Linked DNA regions of Mus musculus: regions 2 and 3 are each linked to region 1. The links are chromatin contacts, called in public HiCAR-type and HiChIP or PLAC-seq maps. All regions are on one chromosome and are shown on one strand. The core of a region is the stretch at or near the end of the contact, and the rest is flanking DNA. Distances in the headings are between cores, read along the strand shown.

What was found. HiCAR-type assays count read pairs that join an accessible place to other places. HiChIP or PLAC-seq counts read pairs in DNA pulled down with a chosen protein or histone mark.
Region 2: a HiCAR-type map of kidney shows a contact between it and region 1, with 2.5 times the contacts expected there. The contact joins the promoter of Chrd here to the enhancer-like site in region 1. A contact is called at or near these places in 5 of 39 promoter capture datasets (the C10 cell line, liver, neutrophils and 1 more), 2 of 115 datasets of contacts at active chromatin or transcription factors (embryonic stem cells and kidney) and 3 of 9 other capture datasets (adipose tissue, liver and pancreatic islet).
Region 3: an H3K27ac HiChIP or PLAC-seq map of embryonic stem cells shows a contact between it and region 1, with 7 read pairs. The contact joins two enhancer-like sites. A contact is called at or near these places in 8 of 39 promoter capture datasets (the C10 cell line, the HPC-7 cell line, embryonic stem cells and 4 more), 1 of 15 datasets of contacts at CTCF or cohesin (pro-B cells), 50 of 484 Hi-C or Micro-C datasets (B cells, the C10 cell line, the C2C12 cell line and 30 more), 5 of 115 datasets of contacts at active chromatin or transcription factors (bone marrow-derived dendritic cells, embryonic stem cells, extraembryonic endoderm stem cells and 1 more) and 2 of 9 other capture datasets (adipose tissue and pancreatic islet).

The regions. Positions count from the first base shown.
Region 1 is chr16:20,476,765-20,481,811 of GRCm38.p6, reverse strand. No RefSeq gene overlaps it. Among named protein-coding and RNA genes, the nearest start is that of Eif2b5, 20 kb to the left of the region's middle. Within about 2 kb of position 3,076, at least 74 of the 459 cell types and tissues checked have an H3K27ac peak or open chromatin away from gene starts, as enhancers often do. A contact at or near this core is called in embryonic stem cells and kidney, where this site is marked.
Region 2 is chr16:20,730,721-20,735,348 of GRCm38.p6, reverse strand. Chrd (chordin) reads right to left here and starts at 2,222. Exons shown (of 23, transcript NM_009893.2): 1 at 2,054-2,222; 2 at 1,715-1,818; 3 at 1,213-1,342; 4 at 948-1,076; 5 at 763-862; 6 at 576-663; 7 at 91-232. The coding sequence starts at 2,201. It also overlaps a transcript of Thpo not described here.
Region 3 is chr16:20,224,438-20,229,250 of GRCm38.p6, reverse strand. It overlaps Yeats2 (YEATS domain containing 2), which reads right to left. Exons shown (of 31, transcript NM_001145930.1): 28 at 1,312-1,538; 29 at 480-554. Among named protein-coding and RNA genes, the nearest start is that of Gm41431, 9.8 kb to the left of the region's middle. Within about 2 kb of position 1,545, at least 28 of the 459 cell types and tissues checked have an H3K27ac peak or open chromatin away from gene starts, as enhancers often do. A contact at or near this core is called in embryonic stem cells, where this site is marked.

The DNA of each region.
Region 1 (5,047 bases), core at 1,827-4,326:
TCAGTCCTGCTTTGGTCCAATCTCTCTTTTTTTGTGTGGTCATCCTTTTTTTCCCCTTTTGGACCTTAACTGTTTACTCTGTACCATTGTGTGTTGGATGTAGTAACTTGTTTCGTGATGGTACAAGGTATCCAAGTTTGTTAGGGTGGTAAAAACCAGGAACTAACACAGAGGTGTTGCAGGTCATGATATTACAGTGTATCCAAGTTAAAAGATGCTCTGAGCCACAGAAGCATCTCTGCATTGACTTTAGAACAGTAAAAGACTATGGGGGTGTTTAAAAATTAGGTTTAATGCGTTTTTCCTTGCAAGATGGCCACAGGACAAGGGTTGAATGGTTAAGACTTAAAAAGTGGTATGTCTGGGGCTAGAGAGATGGCTTAGTGGCTAAGAGCACTGGTTGCTCTTCCAGGGGTCCTGAGTTCAAGTCCAAGCAACCACATGGTGGCTCACAACCATCTGTAATGGATCGGATGGCCTTTTTTGTGTGTCTGAAGACAGCAAAAGTGTACTCACATACATTATCTATATCTCTATCTATCTATCTATCTATCTATCTATCTAGTGGCATGTCTGGACATCAGGTTGATAAGGAATGGACTTGTGGTTGCTAAAAACATCAATTAGCAACTTGACAGAATTTAGAATCCCCTAGGTGTGGTGTTTTGAAGATGAATGTCCCCTGTAGGCTCATATATTTAAATCATTAGGGAAGGATTAGTCAGTGTGGCCTTTCTAGAGCAGTTGTGGCTTTGTTGGAGAAAGTGTGTCACTGGGGATTGGCTCTGAGGTTTCAAAAGCCCAAGCCAGGTCCAGTGTCACTCTCTCTTCTGCTGCTGCTCTTGGATGCAGATGCAGAGCTCTTGGCTACTTCTCCAGCGCTGTGCCTGCCTGTGTGCCACTAGGTTCTGCACCATGATGAGAATGGACTAAACCTTTGAAACTGTAAGGAATCCCCAATTAAATAAAGTGCTTTCTTTGATAAGAGTTGCCATGGTCATGGTGTCTCTTCACAACAGTAGAACAGTGGCATTTCTGGTTTGGGTTAGGTAAGAAGAGCAGCCCAAGGTATAGGTACCATGCTATCAAAAGAGAAGAAATGGGGGCATTGCATATGTTGTCACTGGAAGTAACCTTAGGGTCTCTTGGGTCTTTCCATAGAAAAGAATGTCATCAGAGCCCATGTAAAGCAAAGTCAAAGTTTATCAATGGCATCCAGTATAAATATGAATATTAGAAAAAAACAAGCTGCCCCGCCAAGACAAGACATCCCCAAGCATGGACATGGTTTTCCCAGAGCTGAGTCACTTTTAGGTGTTTTAAAGAAAGATTTATTTATGTGTGTAGGTGTTTGGCCTGAGTATGTGTACGCTGTTCAGCACATAACTATAGTGTCTCTACAGGCCAGAAGAGGGCACCAGATTACATAGATCTGGCGTTACAGCTAGTGCACTTTAAACTCGGATCCTGTGTGAAAACTTCAAAGGTTGAGGTTTGGTCTTTTGCTATGTATTGTAATGCTAAATACTGGCTGGCTCTGGTTGCCTCAGGCATGAAAGAATCCTCACACAGCCAAGTGATGCTGTTGTAACCTTGCTTCTTAAATTAAAACTATTGGTTGAATAAAGATGCAGAAGAGAGAGAGGATGGGGGAGGGGAGAGAAGAAGACACCATGGAGTAGGTTTGCCATGAAAACAAGGCAATGACGGCTGGCCAATTGAATTTAAGAGCAGGCCAGGGGCTGGACAGATGGCTCAGTGGTTAAGAGCACTGACTGCTCTTCCAAAGGTCCTGAGTTCAATTCCCAACAACCACATGGTGGTTTGCAACCATCTGTAATGGGATCTATGCCCTCTTCTGCTGTGTCTGAAGACAGCTACAGTGTACTCATATAAATAAAATAAATCTTAAAAAAAAGAAAATGAATTAACAAACAAACAAAAAAAGGAGCAGCCCAGATGGAACATGGTTAGTTATAAATTGTAGGGAAGTAGACACTAATATCTTAGAGGGTGGATATCTGCCCATCTCTAGTGCTTTAAAGGCTTATTATACATAATAAAAGTTGTGTGCTTTTTATCTGGGAACAGAGTGATCAAAGTGGAGTAGAACCCCCCTTTGAGATTAAATATTTACTACAACTCTTAGCTGCCGAGACACAACTGTTAGGTAATTTTACAAGAAGCATGTACAGTGACATTCCATGTTCCCATTTAACAAAGCTTGCTTAAGTGTAGCCGGCATATTCACCCTGAGTGGACTCAGGGAGCAGCTAGTGGCGGCCATAGGCAGGTACAGGGAGGACTGGAACCTTTCAAAGCTTTAATCTTTTATCAGCACTCCTGATTTTAAAAATGACGAGGGTCAATAACTCCACTCCTACTGAAAGTATAACGTAAAAACAAAATTCTAGGCCTTTAGGCCCAGGCTTGGGAATATGACCTCTGTGACTAATGCTCCAAGGTATGCTAATCATAAAACAGATAGCGACATTCATCCACCCACCCGCTTCCTGGGTTCAAAGAGTGTTCATTCAAAGAAAGTCAACCTGACCACTGCTGGAACCCGCTATGCAAATGTGCTATTGTTAGGGGCTCTTAGAAACTGTCTTGAGAGATAACCTGCACAATTACCAGGTATTCCTTGTGACTCTTGTGACTTTGCACTTCCTTGGGACTCTTAACCAACAACGCCCTCCCCACTTCCTTGAGTTGTGGTTTCTTCCTTTAAATACCCCCTTACCCAGCTACTTGGCGCGCCACGGTCCTCTACCCCTGCATGGTGTATGACCGTGGGCCCCCGAGATCACTCTTGAATAAAAATCCTCTTGCAGTTTGCAGCAAGACCATTTCTTATGAGTGATTTGGGGTGTCGCCTCTCCTGAGTCAGAACATGGGGGAGTCCTCACGTTGTGGGTCTTTCACTACCAAATGTCCTGGTAAGCCTGAGTATTGTAGGGTTTCATGGGGACCCAGACTTTTTAAATAAAGCTTCTAAGCATCTCAGCAGGACCAAGGCCACAGGCCTGCACCAGAGTGGGAAAACCAAATTTTAACTCTAAGGAATGTTAGGAATCTCCTGGTGGACCTTGGCCGGAAGTCCAACCCCAGCAGAGGAGCTATTTGTTTTTGATGACAGCTGGATCTGGGAGGATCAGTTTTCTTTAAGGGTGTAACTCCTGGTAGGTTGGCCAATTTCCAGGACTGGCCCCACACCCAACCATTTGAATAATGGAATTTGAACTAAAAAAGCTAAGAGCACAAGTTGGGTAAGGGAGGAAGGTAAAGGCAGAGGCAAGAAAAGTTGAAAGGTATAAATATGATCAAATACACTGTATAAAAATTTCAGGGAAGTCTTAAAATATTTTTAAATTGCTTCCCTCCATTTTTTACATTACTCTGAGGGTGTGCTTTACTCAAGATTGAAAGGCTTGATTGTGTTGTAGAAACTCATGGGTCAGAGAGAAGTGTTTACACGCTAGGTCACAAGTTGTCCTGAGCCTAGGTAGACACAGATAATTACTTTAGGAATCTGAGTGAAGTGTTAAAACTGAAGGTCCCATACAATTCTGGCGCTAAATAAGCACAGACTGGGTAGACATCACTGTTGTCCATCCACAGTGCTAGAAGTTTCCTGCCTCTGACTACTACCAACGGAAAATGAGCCACGCTCCAGGGTAAAGGCTCTGTGCAGGGTCGTCTTTTTTTCTTCTTCTTTTCTTTGCCTGGATTCCATGGGCTAGAGTTTTAGAATGAATAAAAAGGAGAAAGTGCGCTGATATACAGCTGCCGTTGCCACTGTTGCCACTGCCAGGCCTTCTGCTCCGTGATGGATGTACCCTCAGGGTGGGAACAACCCCCCTCTTATGTTACTTTTGTTGGGTATTTAATTACAGCAACATGAAAAGTAGCGATCAGATCACCAAGCACAGTGCCTTCTTTATTTTCTGACCAGACACCCTCATTTTTGCCCCTGAGGTCTTAGGCCTATTTTATCCTCTTTATTTGTCTCCACTGAAGTCACAGTAGGTGACATCCCAGGCAGATCTTAAATAAGACCTTGGAGGTCCAAGAATGCCCCATACTGGTTGTCTGCCGTGTGTGTGTGTGTGTGTGTGTGTGTGTGTGTGTGTGTGTGTGTGTGTGTCTGTCTGTCTGTCTGTCTAGTGTGTGTGTATGTCTGTCCCTGTGTGTGTGTGTGTGTGTGAGTGTGTGGGGCTGTCTGCCTAGTGGGGAAGGGCTGTTTGCCTAGTGTGTGTGTGTGTGGGGGGGCTATCTTCCGTGTATGTGTGAGAGAGAGAGAGAGAGCAAGCTAGAGAGCTGTCTGCCTAGTGGGGAAGGGCTGTTTGCCTAGTGTGTGTGTGTATGGGGGGCTATCTGCCGTGTATGTGTGTGTGTGTGTGTGTGTGTGTGTGTGTGTGAGAGAGAGAGAGAGAGAGAGAAAGCGAGCTAGAGAGCTGTCTGCCTAGTGTGTGTGTGTGTGTGGGGGGGGTGCAATTTCCACCTTGTTAAGCTTCCCCAGGAGGTTTGTGGCCTCCATTTCTAGAGGGTTTTTCTTTGTCCCAGAAAGAGTTATACTTTGGGTAGAAATTTGGTCTGAACAGCACTTAAGTCTCATCTAAGTGTTCAAGTTTAAAGTTATGAACAAGTTGAAAGGGGGAGAGTTGGATCTGCCCTGGATCCATTCCCAGACCTGACGTCAGGAGCTAAACCTCCACACTCTGATAAAGAGATTCCTGAACAGGCCTGTAAGGCAAGCAAATAATGTCAGGTACTTGGAAGGCAAAGACTGGAAGGTGGCAGCTCAGATCCTGTCTGGGCTGAACAAGCCAGAGCTCAGTGCTGGAGTGTTCATTTACATGCTCATGAAAGGACAACATAAGCCTCATGAAAGGACAACAAGAGCCCCATTTGTCTCCATTTAAGGACCAGGCCTGATTTAGAAAAAAATGGCCGTAAGGCACCAGCTCCAGGAACAGACCGTAAGTCCCAGAAACTAGGCCATAAAAGACCAGCTCCAGAGATAGACCATAAAATTCAGAACAAA
Region 2 (4,628 bases), core at 973-3,472, 250 kb before region 1:
AGCCATAAGAAAATCCTCTCTTCAGTCCACCCACCCTTGGGTTATTGAAGGCTCAGCTCTTGACATCTGAGAACTGCTCACTCCCCTTACCTGCAGCGAGAGCACCCTGCCAAATGAGAGGCCCCCAGACTTCTCCTGAAGGGTGAGTGGATGTCACAAGGGCTACCCGAAGCTGCTCTGCCCTCAGGAGCCTCACAGACAGCCGAGGCACTGCCCGCCACACCCCACAGACCTTGAGAGAAGAGGGAAGAATGCCTACTGTAATTATGCAGGACAAGCCACCTAAAAGACCCAGGTCTAATGAGGAAGGAGCATGGAAGGGAGACCCCAGACCCTCTTAAGAAGGACCCATGAGCCTTGATTTTAAGTCCTGGCTTACCACTTACTAGCCAAATGACCTTGAACAAATCACATTCTGCTATTCTGAGCCTCAGTTCCCTCCTCTGTAAAATGGGCATCATAATGTCAGGGCCTTTCTCCCACTGGGCTGTTGTGAGAACCAAAGGAGGCAATGCAAAGCATGCTCTCAGCAAGTGCCGATTTTGGATAAGCACTCTTAAATGGCATCATCTCACCAGGCCATCCTGGGTGGGGGTTGCAGGGTGTTCAAACAGGATGTTGCCTGTGGGATCTGTGAAACGAACCCTGCTGGGACGGTCCAGCCTGTGAAGAGAGGTCCAGTGAGACTGGATCTATAGCCTACAGGCTCCTCTTTATTGCCCCCTTTACTACTCCTAGTCCTTGCCCTTTTCCCGGTCTCACCGCTGGTAGGAGACAGAGAAGCGTAAACTTGAGCGCAGCAAAGAGACTCGAGCACGAGCTACCGCCTGCGACCTCGGTCCTGTCAGCAGCGCCACAAAGTCTTCGAGAAGAGAAGATGGCCTGAGCACTGTCAAGCCTTGCCGCGGGACTCAAACTTCATCAGGCCCACCTCCACCCCAGCCTACCTGTGTGGCCATCAGCACGGGTCCGCTCCCCAACGCCGGGTTCCCCTCGATCACTGTAACTGCGATGCTCTGGATCCCTTGGATACTCGAAGACCAGGCCAGCGGGCTGTGGATCTAGATTGCTGCGCTCTGCATCCGGGGTAAGGAATAAGACGGCTGGCTTCAGAAAGGTACCAGGAGGACCAGTCCTCCTCCGCGATGCAAGTCGTACAGGACCTAGTGTAGAGCCTTCCACCCTCCTAACTCCGGGCACAGCGGGCCTCACCCTGCGGGCAGGTCTGGCAGCAGTGTCCTGGCAGCTGGCGCGGCTGCCTGCAGGCCAGGGTGGGGCACTGAGGTTTGATGTTCTTGCAGCTGACCCTGCCAGGACCCCTCCCACGGCGAGCCCACTGAGGCTGATGGCAGAGAACATAGGAAAATTAAGGGAATGAAACCATCAGACCCCAGGGCTGCAGACAGTCAATTCTGCTATTTACAAGTTACATGGCCCGTCCAAAGTTTCTTAACTTCTCTGAGCCTCGGCGTCCCTGTCTGCAAAGTAGAACTAATAATGTCATTTATCTAGCAATACTGTAACGGGAGGGGGGAAGTTGGCTAAAAGCCAGTCACATTGTGGGCGATCAATAACTGTCAACACCGCAGACTTGAAAGCGGTTTCCTCCGATTTGCGGACCAGCCTTCCCCTGAGCATCTCCGAGTCTACTACTTAGGACACCAGCGTTCCGCTACCCTCTAGAGTAGGGCAGGCAGCTGCGTTATCCACTCACCGCTTCACAGGCGCACAGCACGCAGCGCATCACCCCAAAAGGCTCCCCCAGGTCCGGGTGCCACGTCTCGTCCAAGGCATAGACCTTCCCGCCGAAGGAGCAGCCTGCGGGGACGGGCTTGGCTGGCGGCCGCTGTCCGGTTGCTCGTGCCGTAATGCCTGCTCCGGGCTCTGCCCGCCAGGCCCATGGTCCCTTGGCACCGTGCACCTCGCCGCCTCTGCTTTCCCCTCCCACCCTCCCGCTGCGCGAAGCCACCTGCGCCCGGGGCCCTCTCCCTGTGGATGTAGACTTGCCAGGAGTCAGACTCCCCTCCCGCACCTCCCCCTGGAGCCCACCTACCTGCCGCTCCCCGGACAGGCAGCGGCTCCTTCTCGGAACGGATGGGCAGTGCTGGGGGCTCAGGGCCAGTGCCACTGGCCGGCCGCGAGCCGAGCAGCAGCAGCCCGAGGAGCAGCCGCGGGGCCGGCGGGGCCGGGAGGCTCGGCATGACGCGGAGCAGACAGCTGGGGAGGCGGGCGGGAGGAGGGAGCAGGAGAGGGAGTAGGGCCGGACCGGAGGCGGGCCGGCAGGAGGGGGCCGGGGCCAGGAGGGGGGCAGTGGCGAGGGGCTCGTCTCACAGTCGCCTGGTCGGCTCCCGGCCGGGCGGGGCGGGAGAGAGCGGGCGGAGGGGCGCTGACCCGGGCCGTACTCCACTTTAGTGCCCTAGGCGCCGGCTCTGGCCCGTTTTATGCCCGCGCCAGGCGTCCGGGCCCGGGGCCTCCTCTTCAGCAAACGGGGCGCGGCGGCGGCTCCACAAGGAGCCCGGCTGAGCCCGGGGGGTCCGGCCCAGCAGCAGCGGCCGGATCGCGAGTGGGGGAGGGGGACAGGCTGGGACCCGGCAGGGGAGGAGGGAGGGACTGGAGGAGGGGGGAGCGGAGTGGGTAGGGGGAAGGGAGGAACTAGGGGGCGCAAAGAGGGAGAGGAGAGGCGGGCCTCGACACCCCCACACACGCTCCTTGCGACCACCCCTGGAGGTGGTGTCCACCCCAAGACCAGAGGCTCAGGCTAGTGAAGGGCAGAGGCTGAGCCTCGGGCCTGTGGCACTCTTGAACGAGATGGGCCGCTGGAGGATGAGGACTTGTCTTTGAAAATGACACCGATCCACCCCTACCTAGGACCCACAGCACCCCCTTCCTTTCACTCTGGCTGTATTCCTATTTCCCTTCTAAGGTCTCTCCTCTTTCTTCACTTCCCAGGGACAGGAACCTAGCCTGTGCTTCCCAGAATCAAGCAGTGCTTCCCTGAGTGGAGTCATAATTCACCAGCACCCCAACCTGCTCTCAAGTCCATCCAACTACCACCTCTGGCTCTCTCATGCTTTTCCTTCATCCAAGAGATGACCCTCTTCCTCTCCAGCTCAGTCCCCACCTCCTTTGTCCTGCTTTTCTAGACAAGCCTCCCCATCCTACACACACACACACACACACACACACACACACACACACACACACACGCGCGCGCGCGCGCGCGCGCGCGCGCACCGTTCTTCCCACTATCCCAGCACTAGGCTTCCTAATCTTAGAAGGCATCTCTTATTCAACTGGAGAATTCCGGGATCCAGGCCATACGCCTCAGTAGATAGCCCATCCTCTCTGAGGCGCAGAGAAAGCCTGAGGAAGACAAGGGAGAGAGGACAGGGTCAGGCCACAAGGTCCCTGAGGACAGAGACTGTGGGGAGACAGGGACTGGGGAGAAAGCACAGGAGCTAGAGCCAGGGCCAAAGGAAGAGAGGAGCCAGCAAAGAGGTATTTGTGGGGGAGGCTCGGCAGCTGTCCTTCCTAAGACAGGGACAGATGGGCCTGGTTATTTCTCTTGTCACATGTATAGTGGTAGGACTAGAAGAGGATCATTGAGCAATCAAGGGCAGGCTTGCCCACAGAGCTGAGGGGGTTTAGCGCTCCAGGTCCCTGTACCCCTAGTAGAAAGACTGAGCCCAGTCAATCTGTCTGTCTGTCTGTTTGTCTGTCTGTCTGTCTGTTTTAAATAAGATCTCATTATGCAGCCCTGGCTCACTAGGTAGACCAGGCTAGCCTTAAACTCTCTGAGATCCACCTACCTCTGCCTCCCAAGTGCTGAGAATCAAGACATGCTCTGGGCTCAATCTTTTGGAACTCACTCTGTAGACCAGGCTGGCCTCGTACTCAGAAATCCACCTGCCTCTGCCTCCCAAGCGCTAGAATTAAAGGAGTGTGCCACCACTGCCCAGCTCTGGGCTCTTTTTTTTTTTTTTTGTTTTTGTTTTTTTTTATTTATTTATTTTTATTATATGTAAGTACACTGTAGCTGTCTTCAGACACTCCAGGAGAGTCAGATCTCGATGGTTGTGAGCCACCATGTGGTTGCTGGTATTTGAACTTCGGAAGAGCAGACGGGTGCTCTTACCCACTGAGCCATCTCACCAGCCCCTCTGGGCTCAATCTTAACCAAACACATATCCCTTTACTTCCCGGGTCCCACATATTGTCCATACTGTCTTTCTGATAACGTGATCATTTTCTAATATAGGCAATACCTACTTTGCCAGTTGGAAAGGGGAAATGCCAGGAAAGACACTCCTCTGGAGCAGGGGAATATAGAAGGAAAAGCAAGCAAGCCAGCATGCTGTCAGAATTCAGCAGCAGGTATACTGTTCAGGGAAAAGAAATTTGGAGAGCCAGGAACTGAGACTTCATCCATCTAAAACAAGACCTCTCTTTCCCAGAGAGAACCGTATTCTGCCAGATTTCTCCTGGACTAACCCTCTTCTCTCTCTCACTTAGGTCCCAGGTTCTCATGTCGCCAGGACATGAGACAGTTCCCGCTATACAAATTCTCTCTAGAGTGTGTGTGGGTGGAGGAGCTGGGCTCTATTCATGGACCATGGTCCAGCCATGGG
Region 3 (4,813 bases), core at 296-2,795, 250 kb after region 1:
CAGGCCAGGCCAGGCCAGGCATGGAGACTGTATCTTTCTTAACCCCTTGCCCAGGGACAGGACAGTAGTGGCTGTTTCTCTGTTGTGAGAGGCAGGGAAAACCCAAGATTCTGTTTTCTCCCTGTCTATCATAAAGCACAGATAATTCTTACAGTAGGATACTTCCTAATAAACATAAGAAATAACACTAAAAAGATGTTGACAGCTGTGGGAGCCAGGGGACTCCATGGCAGACCACCTGCCTGGCATGTACGAGACCCTGGGTTCTATCCTCAACACAACAAACCCCTCAATTCTTGGACAGAACACAACTTCATTTACTTTACCTAGGAGAAGGAAACCAGAAAAGAAAGGAAACATACACCCTAAGTAAGACAAGGGATTTCAACATCAGCCTCTCTGGTCCCCTTCTGCCCCTTACTCATAGGCCCTGGAATGCAAACTGGCCAGCGTTGGTCACAGTGCTACCGGGTACCTACCTTTAAGATCATGTCCTCTACCACTGAGGCATACATGTTCCTGTGCAGCGCCACAGGCTGCAGGGTGATTCCAATCTGGAAGAGGAGAAGAAGGCTATTTGTCCCATCAACAACAGAAACAAGCCTTTCCCCAAACAAGTGAGCTTCTCTGGTACACACAGGCCCCTGGCTGGAAGAAGGGCTCTTTAACCACTCTGAACAACATGTAATTATGCTTTTATCCCCAAATGTCTTATCATGAAACACTGGAATCTCCCAAGAATTCATAATAGTGCAAGCGGTATTTCGGAAGGCCTAAAATCAAGACTCTGGGACCATTTTTACAGGAAGCAAAGAAAAGCCCTTGGGAAACTCCCTATTCTGCTTCCCCTGTGCATCCTGTGGGTGTGGGTGGGAGTGAACACTGCCTTTCCCCTTGCATTCTGAGCAGCTAGCAGAGGCAGCTGCTAAAGAACTGCTAGGTATCATTGGGTTTGATAGCTCTCTCCCAAGTAACAAGGTAACACAGGCCTCGGGGTGGAGAGGGTCGGGGAGTTGACAGTATGGATGGACGGGGACTGCTCATTCATGTATGACCTGAAAATATTACAATATGCTTCAAGAAGGAGAAGCACTTCATCTGAAGCAGATGAGAAAAAAACCCAGGAGCCTCTGTGACTACCCCCCTCTGCTCTGTAGCCATGTTCAATACACAATCATTTTTCACGGGAGAGTGGGAACACAACTTATGGGCAAAAGTCAATCACATGTCAACTGGGCAGACTGCTGTCTAAGTTCATGAGGTGGAATGTCTGGTGTGTGATCTGACAGTACCACAGCCTTAGCCTCCCACCTTCTGTGTAATGTCACCAACAAATCCAGAGCCTGGGGTTGGTGGAAGGTAGAATCTCATTTCTTCCTGCTTTTCTTCCTGCTCCTTTTTAATGTTTGTCTTCAGTGGCTCTGACAGGCTGAGGATATCCACTTCTTCCTCGTTCTCAGGCTCCCTTTTCTGGAACTGCTGCAGATCCTCCAGCTTCCGGCAGAGGTCATCAGCAGTGGAGAAGGATGACAGGCACTCTAGATAAGAGGAAGCAGTCTGTGACAGCTGAGGTGAGAGCAGACAAGGACCCCAGTCTGAGGAAGACAGAGTTGGCAGGGAACTGACTGTCGTGAGAACCAGTGCCTCACAAAGCAGCAAAGCAGACATGTGTCCTATTCCAAACGCATCCGATCTGCCGTTAGGACCACAGACAGTACACAATGGACCCCATCCTGGAAAACTAGGCCACAGCCCCGCTTCCTGAATCATTATACTGATTTACTTCATTTTTAAAAAAAGATGGAAACCTTAAGAAATGTATAGTGAGGAACATAAAGTCATTCCCACTCAAGCTGAGGGTGTGGCTCAGTGGTAAGAGGACCTGCCAAGCATGAAGGAGTCTCTGGGATCAGGAAGGCCTGGGTTTGATTAGCAGCACTGCATCAACTAGGTGTGGCACGGCCCTCAGGGAGGCAGAGGCAGGAGGATCAAATGTACAAGGTCACCTGCAACTACACAGTGAGCTCTGGGGAAGCTAGGGGTACCTGGGACTTCTCACTTCAAAAGAGAAAAAAAAATTCCTGCCTCACTGTTGCCATGGTAATGCACACAGCCTTCAAAGGGTTGTAGAGTGTAAGGACAATAAAGCCATGCCCATATGCTTTTACAAAGAAGGACATGAGAGTGGCTGTCATCAGCACCTGGTCACCTTGGGCCCAAACTCAGTGGACAGTCCCACAGTCTCCAGAGGACTCTCCACCCCACAGGTGCCCTAGCACACCCATGATCTTAGGATCACTGGTGAGTGGGACAGATCTGTTCCAACAGATCTGAGGGTGCCTGGGACCAGCTGGAGCAGGGACACAGGAACCCCGCCCGACCAGTGGCTCCAGTTCCTTCTGGTAGTTGCTAGACTACCTTGGTTTCGAACTCAGAGGACAGCCCCATGGTCCCAGAGGAGGTACCCCTTCCAGGTGCTCTAACACGCCAAGGATCTTAGGATCCCAGGATCTTGGTCACACCAGGATCTCAGGATCTCAGAGGAAGCTTGACTGCCAAGAACTCTGACACACCCAGAATCTTAGCATCACAGGATCCCAGAATCACAAAGAAAGCTGGAATCTGAGAAGTTCTGACTCAACTGGAATTACAGGAAGGACAGGCTCCAATCAGATATATGGAGGGCAGGGAGCACTTGAGATAATCAGATTGGGGGATGGGGGTAAGCGGAAGAACAGAAGCAACAGAAACTAAGGTTACTTGGCATCATCAGAACCCAACTCTTCAACCATAGTAAGTCCTGGATACACCATCATACCAAAAAAGCAAGATATAGATCTAAAGTCACTTCTCATGATAAGGATGGCAGATGATAAGAAGGACATAAATAAAAAATTCCCTTAAAGAAATACAGGAAAACACAACCAAAGAGGTAAAGGAATTGAACAAAATCATCCAGGATCTAAAAATAGAAGTAGAAACAATAAAGAAATCACAAAGGGAGACAACTCTGAAACAGAAAACCTAGGAAAGAGATCAGGAGTCATAGATGCAAACATCACCAACAGAATACAAGAGATAGAAGAGAAAAATCTCAGGGACAAAAGATACCTTAGAAAACATTGACACAACAGTCAAAGAAAATGCAAAATGCAAAAAGCTCCTAACCCAAAACATGCAGGAAATTCAGGACAAAATGAAAAGACCAAACCTAAGGATAATAGGTATAGAAGAGAGTGAAGATTCCCAACTTAAAGGGCCAGTAAATATCTTCAACAAAATTATAGAAGAAAACTTCCCTAACCTAAAGAAAGAGATGCCCATAAACATACAAGAAGCCTACCAAACTCCAAACAGACTGGACCAGAAAAGAAATTCCTCCTGTCACATAATAATCAAAACACCAAATGCATTAAATAAAGAAAGAATATTAAAAGCAGTAAGGGAAAAAGGTCAAGTAACATATAAAGGCAGACCTATCAGAATTACATCAGACTTCTCACCAGAGACTATGAAAGCTTGAAGATCTTGGGCAGATCTCATATAGACCCTAAGAGAACATAAATGCCAGCCCAGACTACTATACCCAACAAAACTATCAATTACCATAGATGAAGAAACCAAGATATTCCATGAGAAAAAAAATTTACACAACATCTTTCCACAAATCCAGCCCTACAGAGGATAATAGATGGAAAACAGTAACATAAGGAGGGAAACTACACCCTAGAAAAAGCAAGAAAGTAACCTTTTAACAAACCCAAAAGAAGTTAGGCACATAAACATAATTCCAACATTTTGCTGCACACAGGAAACCCACCTCAGTGACAAACAGACACTACCTCAGAGTAAAAGGCTGGAAAACAATTTTCCAAGCAAATGGTCCCAAGAAACAAGCTGGAGTAGCCATTCTAATATCGAATAAAATCTACTTTCAACCTAAAGTTATCAAAAAAGATAAGGAGGGACACTTCATACTCATCAAAGGTAAATTTTATTAAGATGAACTCTCAATTCTGAATATCTATGTTCCAAATGCAAGGGCATCTACATTCATTAAAGAAATTTTAGTAAAGCTCAAAACACACATTGCACTGCACACAGTAATAGTGGGAGACTTCAACACCCCACTCTCATCAATGGACAGATCCTGGAAACAGAAACTAAACAGAGACATGGTGAAACTAACTGAAGTTATGAAACAAATGGATTTAACTGACATCTATAGAACATTTTATCCTAAAACAGAAGGATACACCTTTTTCTCAGCACCTCATGGTACCTTCTCCAAAATTGACCATATAATCAGTCACAAAACAGGCCTCAACAGATAAAAAAATATTGAAATAATTCTATGTATCCTATCAAATCACCACGGACTGAGGCTGATCTTCAATAACAATAATAGAAAACCCACACAGACGTAGAAGCTGAAAAATACTCTACTCAATGATAACTTGGTCAAGGAAGAAATAAAGAAATTAAAGACATTTTAGAGTTTAATGAAAATAAAAATGAAGCCACAACATAGCCACAATGAAAGCAGTCCTAAGAGGAAAACTCATAGCTCTGAGTGCCTCCAAAAAGAATCTGGAGAGAGCATACATGAGCAGCTTGACAGCACACCTGAAAGCTTTAGAACAAAAGGAAGCAAATTTACCAAAGAGAAGTGGACAGCAGGAAATAATCAAACTCAGGGCTGAAATCAACCAAATAGAAACAAAAAGAACTATACAAAGAATCAACCAAACCAGGAGCTGGTTCTTTGAAAAAATTAACAAGATAGATAAACCCTTAGCCAGACTAACTAGAG